Linked DNA regions of Mus musculus: region 2 is linked to region 1. The links are chromatin contacts, called in public HiCAR-type maps. All regions are on one chromosome and are shown on one strand. The core of a region is the stretch at or near the end of the contact, and the rest is flanking DNA. Distances in the headings are between cores, read along the strand shown.

Region 1 (3,688 bases), core at 1,153-3,652:
GCAAGCAGCTTGTTTTGTATGAACACTTCCTTCCTGCATGATTTTCAACAATCTTCTATAAATGTATGTGATGCAGACTTAATAGCCCTCAGGTACATTAATAACCCAAATTTCTCCTACTTTCTTTTATGAAAAAGATAACATACACAGTATCAAACTTCCTGAAAGACTTTAGAAGTCAGCACATGACAATGAGCACACCATCACAAGGGATGCTGAGACTGATAGAGCCAGATATTGTGTCAGAAGAAGGGCACTGCAAAGAAGCAATGGAGTGGAAACTTCATCTAGACGGTTTCCACATATAAAATGTCCAAGTATCCTAAAACTATTGGTCACTCTTTTCCCATGACATGAGAAGGCTCCATCACAAATTTCCCAAGGCTGCTCACACAGGAGCAAGGTATTTAAATTAAACACAGAAAGATGTCTCACTAAAAACCACTTGCATGTGATTACACACACGAGGCCCATAATAGAGGAAGGCACGTAAGGCAGGTGAAGGTCCCAAAGCACATGCCCAGGGTTTCTCGACATTGCTGAGTAAGAATGCTTCAAGAAGTCGGAAACCTTTTGAACGCAGGCTTGCGGCTGCTGCTGAAGTGAAGTACTCTGTACTTACTGAAGTTTTCCCAGATCTGACCTCTCATTCCCACTGGGTAGGCACCTGCAGGCTGTCTTTTAGTTTACAACACCTCTGACCATCCTTCCTGGCAACAACAAGGTTCTAAATTGCATTACCTGTACATAACTATAGCTGCTGTTGCCTCTGCAATGTATCTGACACTGCCGCTCTCTCATCCTGGCACCTTACAGATCACTTCTGTAGCACTGAACCTTAATACAGACACTCGTAGGAGCTGGAGACATGGCTCCATGGTTAAGGGTACTTGCTGCTCTTCAGAGAATCCTTTGGTTCCCAGCACCCATGCGCTGTGTCTCACACTGCCTCTAACTCCAGTAGCAGAAGACTGGCGCCCCTTCTGGCGGCACTGGAAACTGCAGTCTCTCTCTTTAGGTTACAAAAGGGCACTGAAATACTGTATTTCTACAAAACACTATTAAAATACTGAAAACACACTTAGGAAGTTACTATGTCTTAGGTATCAGAGGAGTGGCTAATGGTCCAGTAACATAGTAAGTATGTCCTGGCATCTGGGATGACCACCTTTTTGTGGTATTATGGGTTGTATTTTATAATACACAGCTGATCCTGATAACCACCCATGCTTCATGAGGAGGAAATGCATTCTTGAGGTTTTGTTCCAGGCTCAACTCCAGAGCTACTTACCTACTGGAACTGAATTTTAGAGAAAATTCAAATTCAGAATCACCACTAGCTTTTAAAAGAAATATTTCTCACTCAAATGATGCTTTTCTATTGCAAGCAGCTACCATGGGAGTTTCTGTTTCTCAATGACAGCCTGGAATTTTGCGATGGGGTCAGTACTGTTCCATGAGAGTTGCAGTCTGCACAGACAATCTGTGTGTGAAAAACACCCAATGCTGTATCTTACCTAGACAGGTAAATTTTAAAAGCCAGTTCCTGAACCCTGCTAGAGCTTTCTTAAAACAGAAATAAAGTGTAAGCATGTGGGCCCTGAGTCCCCCTCTAGGACTGTGAAATGGAAACAATGTGGATATATATTTCCACAGAAATGTCTTAGACCCCATGGCTTTTAATCAAAGATGTTTTTCTCATCTTTTGAATAAGACAATCTTTTAATCACAGGGAAAAACTAAGAATGATTTTAACATTAAGTATAAACCACCCATACCACTGACCTTCATTCTCACAAAAGGATGAGCCATTCACACATTCTATAGGATAATCTGTAACCCACAGGCAATGCTGCCCTTTACTTTGTTGCTACTTGAATTTATTTTCATCTCTGTTTTCAGCAGTCTGGGCCTCCTTGTAAGTTACTAACACCGCTCATTTAAAAAGTGAGCCACAAGAAATTAGACATTGAAAGACTGATGTGAGCCCACAACTGCCAGACAACCAGGCTGCATTAATGGCACACCAACCAAGCTGAGGATGCCGCCCGGTACCTGCCAGACAGCTGGGGCAGACAGGCTGCAGCTAGAGTATGAATCAGACAGTGTAGCTCTCTAGTCAACAGGTAAAACAAACAAACCAACAAACATGTTAAGTTATTGAGGTTTAAGGATTTATCACTAAACAGGAGTGCCAGCTGAATACTACCTGGGGTCTGGAGTTAAGGCTGACTATGCATGCAGGGCATGTGTGGTAGTAACAAGAGATACAGCCGGTAAACATGTAGCCAGAGACATTCACGGATGTGGAATGTGTGCCTGACACAGTCTGAAGTGAGGGGACATTAAGCAGAGGTGACCTGAGCTTTTTTGTTACTTTGGGGCTTATGGTTTTAGCCACCAGAGGTCACTCTTCCCTATTAGAAAGATGCAAGACAACACTGGCAAGGCTCTCCCAGCCGCTGGTTAGAGGAATGAAAGATGTGAGGGTAGATCTCCCCACCCCTTACCGCAGGCAGCAGAGAGCAGAAGACAGGAACCAGCACCAGAGACTAACAGACTTAAGTCCATCACTGAGGGCAGAGGAGAGGCTGTGGAATACTTTCCTGGCAATAGAGATCTGTGGAATAGCTGCCAAGCTAGTAAGATGTAAGGCAGAGTTGGAAGGGCTATCCAGAGTTCTTACTGTATAAATATGGCCACTCCCAGGCATTCCTCAGCTAAAGACTGCAGTGATGTTTAATATTGCTTCATAGAAGTGTAAAGTAGCCAGGGCTGCTTCAGGGCTCCACATATATGAAACCAAATAGAAGGAAGAGCCTGCACTGGTGGGCACTGGTGGGCACTGGTGGGCACTGGTGGGCACTGGTGGTGTGATTCAGAGCACAGGAGTGTGGGATGTAAGCTGAGACAATTCACATTTCTGAAAGCAGCCTGAGTTGAATAGCTAAACCCCATCTCAAAACCAAACCAAAGCAAAACAAAAGCCAGCTTAGTCTATCACTGCGCCTTCAGCCAAATATCCCACCCATCTTACGAAGGGTGAGACAAGTCTACTGCACTGTTTCAGGGGAGGCCTAGATCTGGCTGCAAGCAGGAAGCTCAAGGACGATCTACAGTGCTTCTCGATGACAAGGAACAATTCAGGAAAGACGCCTTGGTTAGCAAGGGGTTTAACCCTGACAACAGTTCCTTGTTTCACCACAAAAACATAAAGAAGGAGTGTGATAGAGAGCGAGCCGTTTCTTCATGAAGCCCTGTTTGGAGTATTGTATCCGGGACATTGACAAGGGTATTGCACATCAGTGTAACCTTGGATTCCTAAAACAACTTCCTCTACTGCAAAAGTAAAGTATGTTCACTGAAAACATCCAGAAAGTAGGAGAGGCTTTGAGGAAATAAAATCATTGCTGACTTGGGGAATGGAGCAGAGTGCAGCACGAACACTTTAAACACACAATTCCCATTGACAGTTCTGCCTCATAATTTATCTCCATCTCTCCTCAGATAACACAGCTGACAGTGTCACCAAGAACTGTGTGCTGCAGGCTGTGCCTCCTGTGTGCCCTTCCCTCACGTTTCCTGAAGTATCTTCCTCTTGGGATGACCCCACAGCATCAATGTTCTGGCCTCTCCTCTGTGCTCTCCTGTCCTGACTGCTCATCCCTCCTCCTATGCCTTCTCCCAT
Region 2 (3,778 bases), core at 598-3,097, 560 kb before region 1:
TCTACCTCAGCCTCTCATGGAGGGAGCGACAGACTCCATCCTCTCTACCTGGTCCCTCTAGAGGTTAAACTTGAGGGTTGAAACATTTTATAAAAGAGAGAGAGAAAAAAAATAACCGTCTTAATTTGCTTACAGGGACTTGGTCACAGTCTTTGATTCTCCACTAGTAATTTGCTGTATCTTAGAGACAAAAAACATTTCTTCTCATTTGTCAAACCATTCTATAACACTGTAACTCCCAATGCCCATTGCGCCGATATGCCCTAGCTTGTACATTAATGAATAGCAACATAGAAATCCCCAAAATGCAACGACGAGTTACATGTAGGGGTGTGAAGGCTGCAGTCAAGTCCTCATTAGATAATGAGCAAGCCCTGCTGATGCTGTGGTCACCCATGCCTTGTCTGTGTTGACTGAGTCCTCTTCTTGTGCCAGGCAACAATGTCATGAGGACCATCCACGGAGTGGGAGAGATGATGACACAGATGGTGCTCAGCAGAGGCTCCATCTTCCCAGTGAGTGTGCCCGACGCACAGCCCATCGTCCACCCCAGCAAGCAGGCGAGCCCCGGCGAGCAGGAGGATGTGACAGTGATGGACACCAAGCTGAAGGTTATCGAGATTTTACAGGTATGTCCAGCATTGTTCTCTGTCACTGTGTGTGTGTGTATGTCTGTGTATCTGTACATGTGTGTGCACACGTGTGTGTATATGTCTCTGTGTAATTTGTGGCTAGCCTCCTGCCTCAGCTTTCTGAGTGCTGAGAATCCAGGTGTTAGGCATGATACCTGGTTTTGCTGTGTAACTATGTTGAAATGCTATCGGTGTGATATGATTCTGAATTGTCACTGGTCTCTCTTTATTCTGGAAGGCTGTTGCCTTTATTTTATTATTACTTTTAGGTGAGTAACAGCTGACAATCTCACATTGATGCTGCTGTGCACACCTACCCCGTTGTTTTGTCCCAGCAACTACACTAATGGTATCTAGCAATCATGGAGGGCTTTGAGGTGCTAACATAGCTTTCCTGTGTGTTTATTATCAGCTGGTTTTGACTGAGATGGAATATTTTTAACATTTAAGAAGGATTTTAAGGCAGGCACAGTTAATGATGATATCCTAACCACTTTTCTGTGTTTAATTGCTTGAAACATATTTGTGTGTTCCACATATCCAGATTTCTTGTTGTCACAGGAAACTCAAAAATTTTATGGCAGACACACTGATATACTCCTATAATTTTAGCACCCAGAAGGCTGAGGCAGGAGGATTTCTATGAGTTCAAGGCCAGCCTGAGCAACATAACAAGACCCTTGCCACCCAATCATTATTTACCAAACATACTAATTGCTGACTTATTACTTTACGTAATTACTTTGTTTCTAAGGGGCTGGGGATGCTTTTTTGGTTTTTTGCACATTAGCCAAGTTTAATACTTAGCCTTATCAATTTAATGAGCTGTTATTTCATGCATCAGACCCCTCCTCACAGAGGCTATGTTTCTAGCATTTTCGCTTTGGGGTGAGTCTGGGAAACAGGCTCATGGTACCTTTGTGATAGCATTTCTTCTAGAGTTGGGAATGGAGCCTGTAGCTTTCAAGATTGTTTTAAGATGTGAACAGTTTCCCAAATCTTTCGTCATCACCGAGCATAGACTGAGCTCTCAGAAGCAGGTCAGCAGTCCTGGAAGGCTCCGTGCATTTCTCATTCAAAGTAATTAGATTTATAGTCATAACACATTTCCCAGTTCCTCCAGGGTTTCCAAAGGCCATGTCCTGAGAAATGTTGGCAGCCTTTCCTACTCTGTGTTCATGGCCTTGAAAATTCATGTCATGTTCAGCTTACCCTGAAGCTGAGAAAGGGACCTCTGGGCTCAGTTCAGTGTTGTTTCCTGTCTGTCTGTGGGGTCCCAGCCCCCTCCATCCCCCGCCAGTGGATGACCTCTGACATGTGGCCTCATCTTCAACACCAGTGCCTCTCACAGTAACCCTGAGGAGATGCTGTGTGCTGCAGCCACACTCTGCTCACTTTAGCTGCCATCCAGCACTTGGAGAGTGTCCCCTGAGCCTCCTTGCCTGACTTCAGGCAAGATCTCCTTTTTCACAGACTCTCAGAGCAACTCTCCAACAACCCCTGGAGCTACACTGACTGCTTTCTGCCAGCTCTTCCTCCTCAGGAGCTGCCCCTCTTTACCCCATTTAAATAAAATACGTTTTTCAGTGAACATTGTCTTGTTCTTCCCTCTGACCTTATTCTCTCTCTTTCTCTGCATTTACACATTTTAAATTTTATTTTTATTTTGCTAAGACACATTTGTTTTGTGGGCTGGCCCAGACTTCATTTAGGCTGGTCTTGAACCCATGAGAATTCTCCTGCCTCAGCCCCGCAGTGCTGAGAATGTTGGGATTATGGGTGTGAGCCACCATGCCTGGCTTTTTCTCTATCTTGTTATCTGTCTCCATATCTTACACTGTATCTGCAGCTTCATAATTAGGAACATTAGGGGGAGCAAAGGTCATAAAACGAAATCCTGTGAGTTCTCATCTCCAGCAGAAGGGAGAGCTTCATTTGTGTCTCATGTTGAATTCTTCTTTTCTTCCTTTGGGCATCTGAGTTTTAAAATCCCCTGTGTACTGAGTACCCATAGCCTGGCTTCTGTCTCCACTCTCCCGCTTCAGGACCAAGCCCCAGGCTCTTTATTAGTCAATGGTTCCCAATGTTGGTCTTCCCTACACCCTATAAATCCCCATTCACTGGAGTCTCCCTATCCAGCATATGTTGTATTCACAGCAGGTTAATAGAAGAGTTGCTGTGGGGTTTATTTTTCTCTCTGGACTTTATATTCATCAAGAGCCACATTTACAACCTGGCCTCCTGAAAATATTATATTAAAGGGATTTTTAATTTCTGTATGCATGTGTGTGTGTATGCATGTGTGTGTGTGCATGTGTGTGTGTATGCATGTGTGTGTGTATGCATGTGTGTGTGTGCATGTGTGTGTGTATGCATGTGTGTGTGTATGCATGTGTGTATGCATGTGTGTATGCATGTGTGTATGTGTGCATGTGTTTGTGTATGCATGTGTGTATGCATGTGTGTGTGTGTGTGCATGTGTGTGTGTGTGCATGTGTGTGGGGGGGTTATGCACATGAATGCAGATGCCTGCAGAGGCCAGAAGGCAGCACTGGATTTCCTGGAGCTGGAGTTACAGGTGGTTGTGCAGCATCTGACAGGATGCTGGGATTCAACTTAAATACCGCAAGAGCAGCATCTTTCCAGTCCTGCGGGCACTTTTTGTATACCTTACCATCTTCCTCTGCCTGGCAAACCAATGTGGATGAATTTAGCGAAGAGCAGCTGACGTGAGCTTGCTTCCTCCTTAGTGAAGCATTAAGACCTTTAAAGTGTGGAGAAGAGGATGGTGGAGATGGAGGGAAGAGGACAGAAAGTGGGTAGGAAAGGATGGAGATGAGAGGGGAAAGAGGGAGGGGAGGGAGGAAGAGAGAGAGAAGGAGAGGGCAGGAAGGGGGTTGGAAAGGTTGAAGATATGAGAGAGAGAGAGAGAGAGAGAGAGAGGGGATGGAGAGGGGCAGGGAGGGAGGGGAGGGATGTAGAGAAAGAGGTCAGGAAGGGGATAGGAAAGGATGGAGGAGAGAGAGAGAGAGAGAGAGAGAGAGAGAGAGAGAGAGAGAGAGAGAGAGCACGAGCCAGGTACTGGCCATGGGATCATAAGTATCATTAAAGGAGTGTGCTGTGGGTGCTCACAGTGTCTTGAGAGC

The links. HiCAR-type assays count read pairs that join an accessible place to other places.
Region 2: a HiCAR-type map of astrocytes shows a contact between it and region 1, with 3 times the contacts expected there. The contact joins two enhancer-like sites. A contact is called at or near these places in 1 of 484 Hi-C or Micro-C datasets (bone marrow-derived macrophages) and 2 of 115 datasets of contacts at active chromatin or transcription factors (astrocytes and embryonic stem cells).

Annotation. Positions count from the first base shown.
Region 1 is chr6:145,792,180-145,795,867 of GRCm38.p6, reverse strand. The region is part of intron 1 of Rassf8 (Ras association (RalGDS/AF-6) domain family (N-terminal) member 8); the gene reads right to left. Among named protein-coding and RNA genes, the nearest start is that of Gm15704, 46 kb to the right of the region's middle. Within about 2 kb of position 2,402, at least 58 of the 459 cell types and tissues checked have an H3K27ac peak or open chromatin away from gene starts, as enhancers often do. A contact at or near this core is called in astrocytes, where this site is marked.
Region 2 is chr6:146,356,145-146,359,922 of GRCm38.p6, reverse strand. It overlaps Itpr2 (inositol 1,4,5-triphosphate receptor 2), which reads left to right. Exons shown (of 57, transcript NM_019923.4): 22 at 436-629. Among named protein-coding and RNA genes, the nearest start is that of Gm35596, 140 kb to the right of the region's middle. Within about 2 kb of position 1,847, at least 28 of the 459 cell types and tissues checked have an H3K27ac peak or open chromatin away from gene starts, as enhancers often do. A contact at or near this core is called in astrocytes, where this site is marked.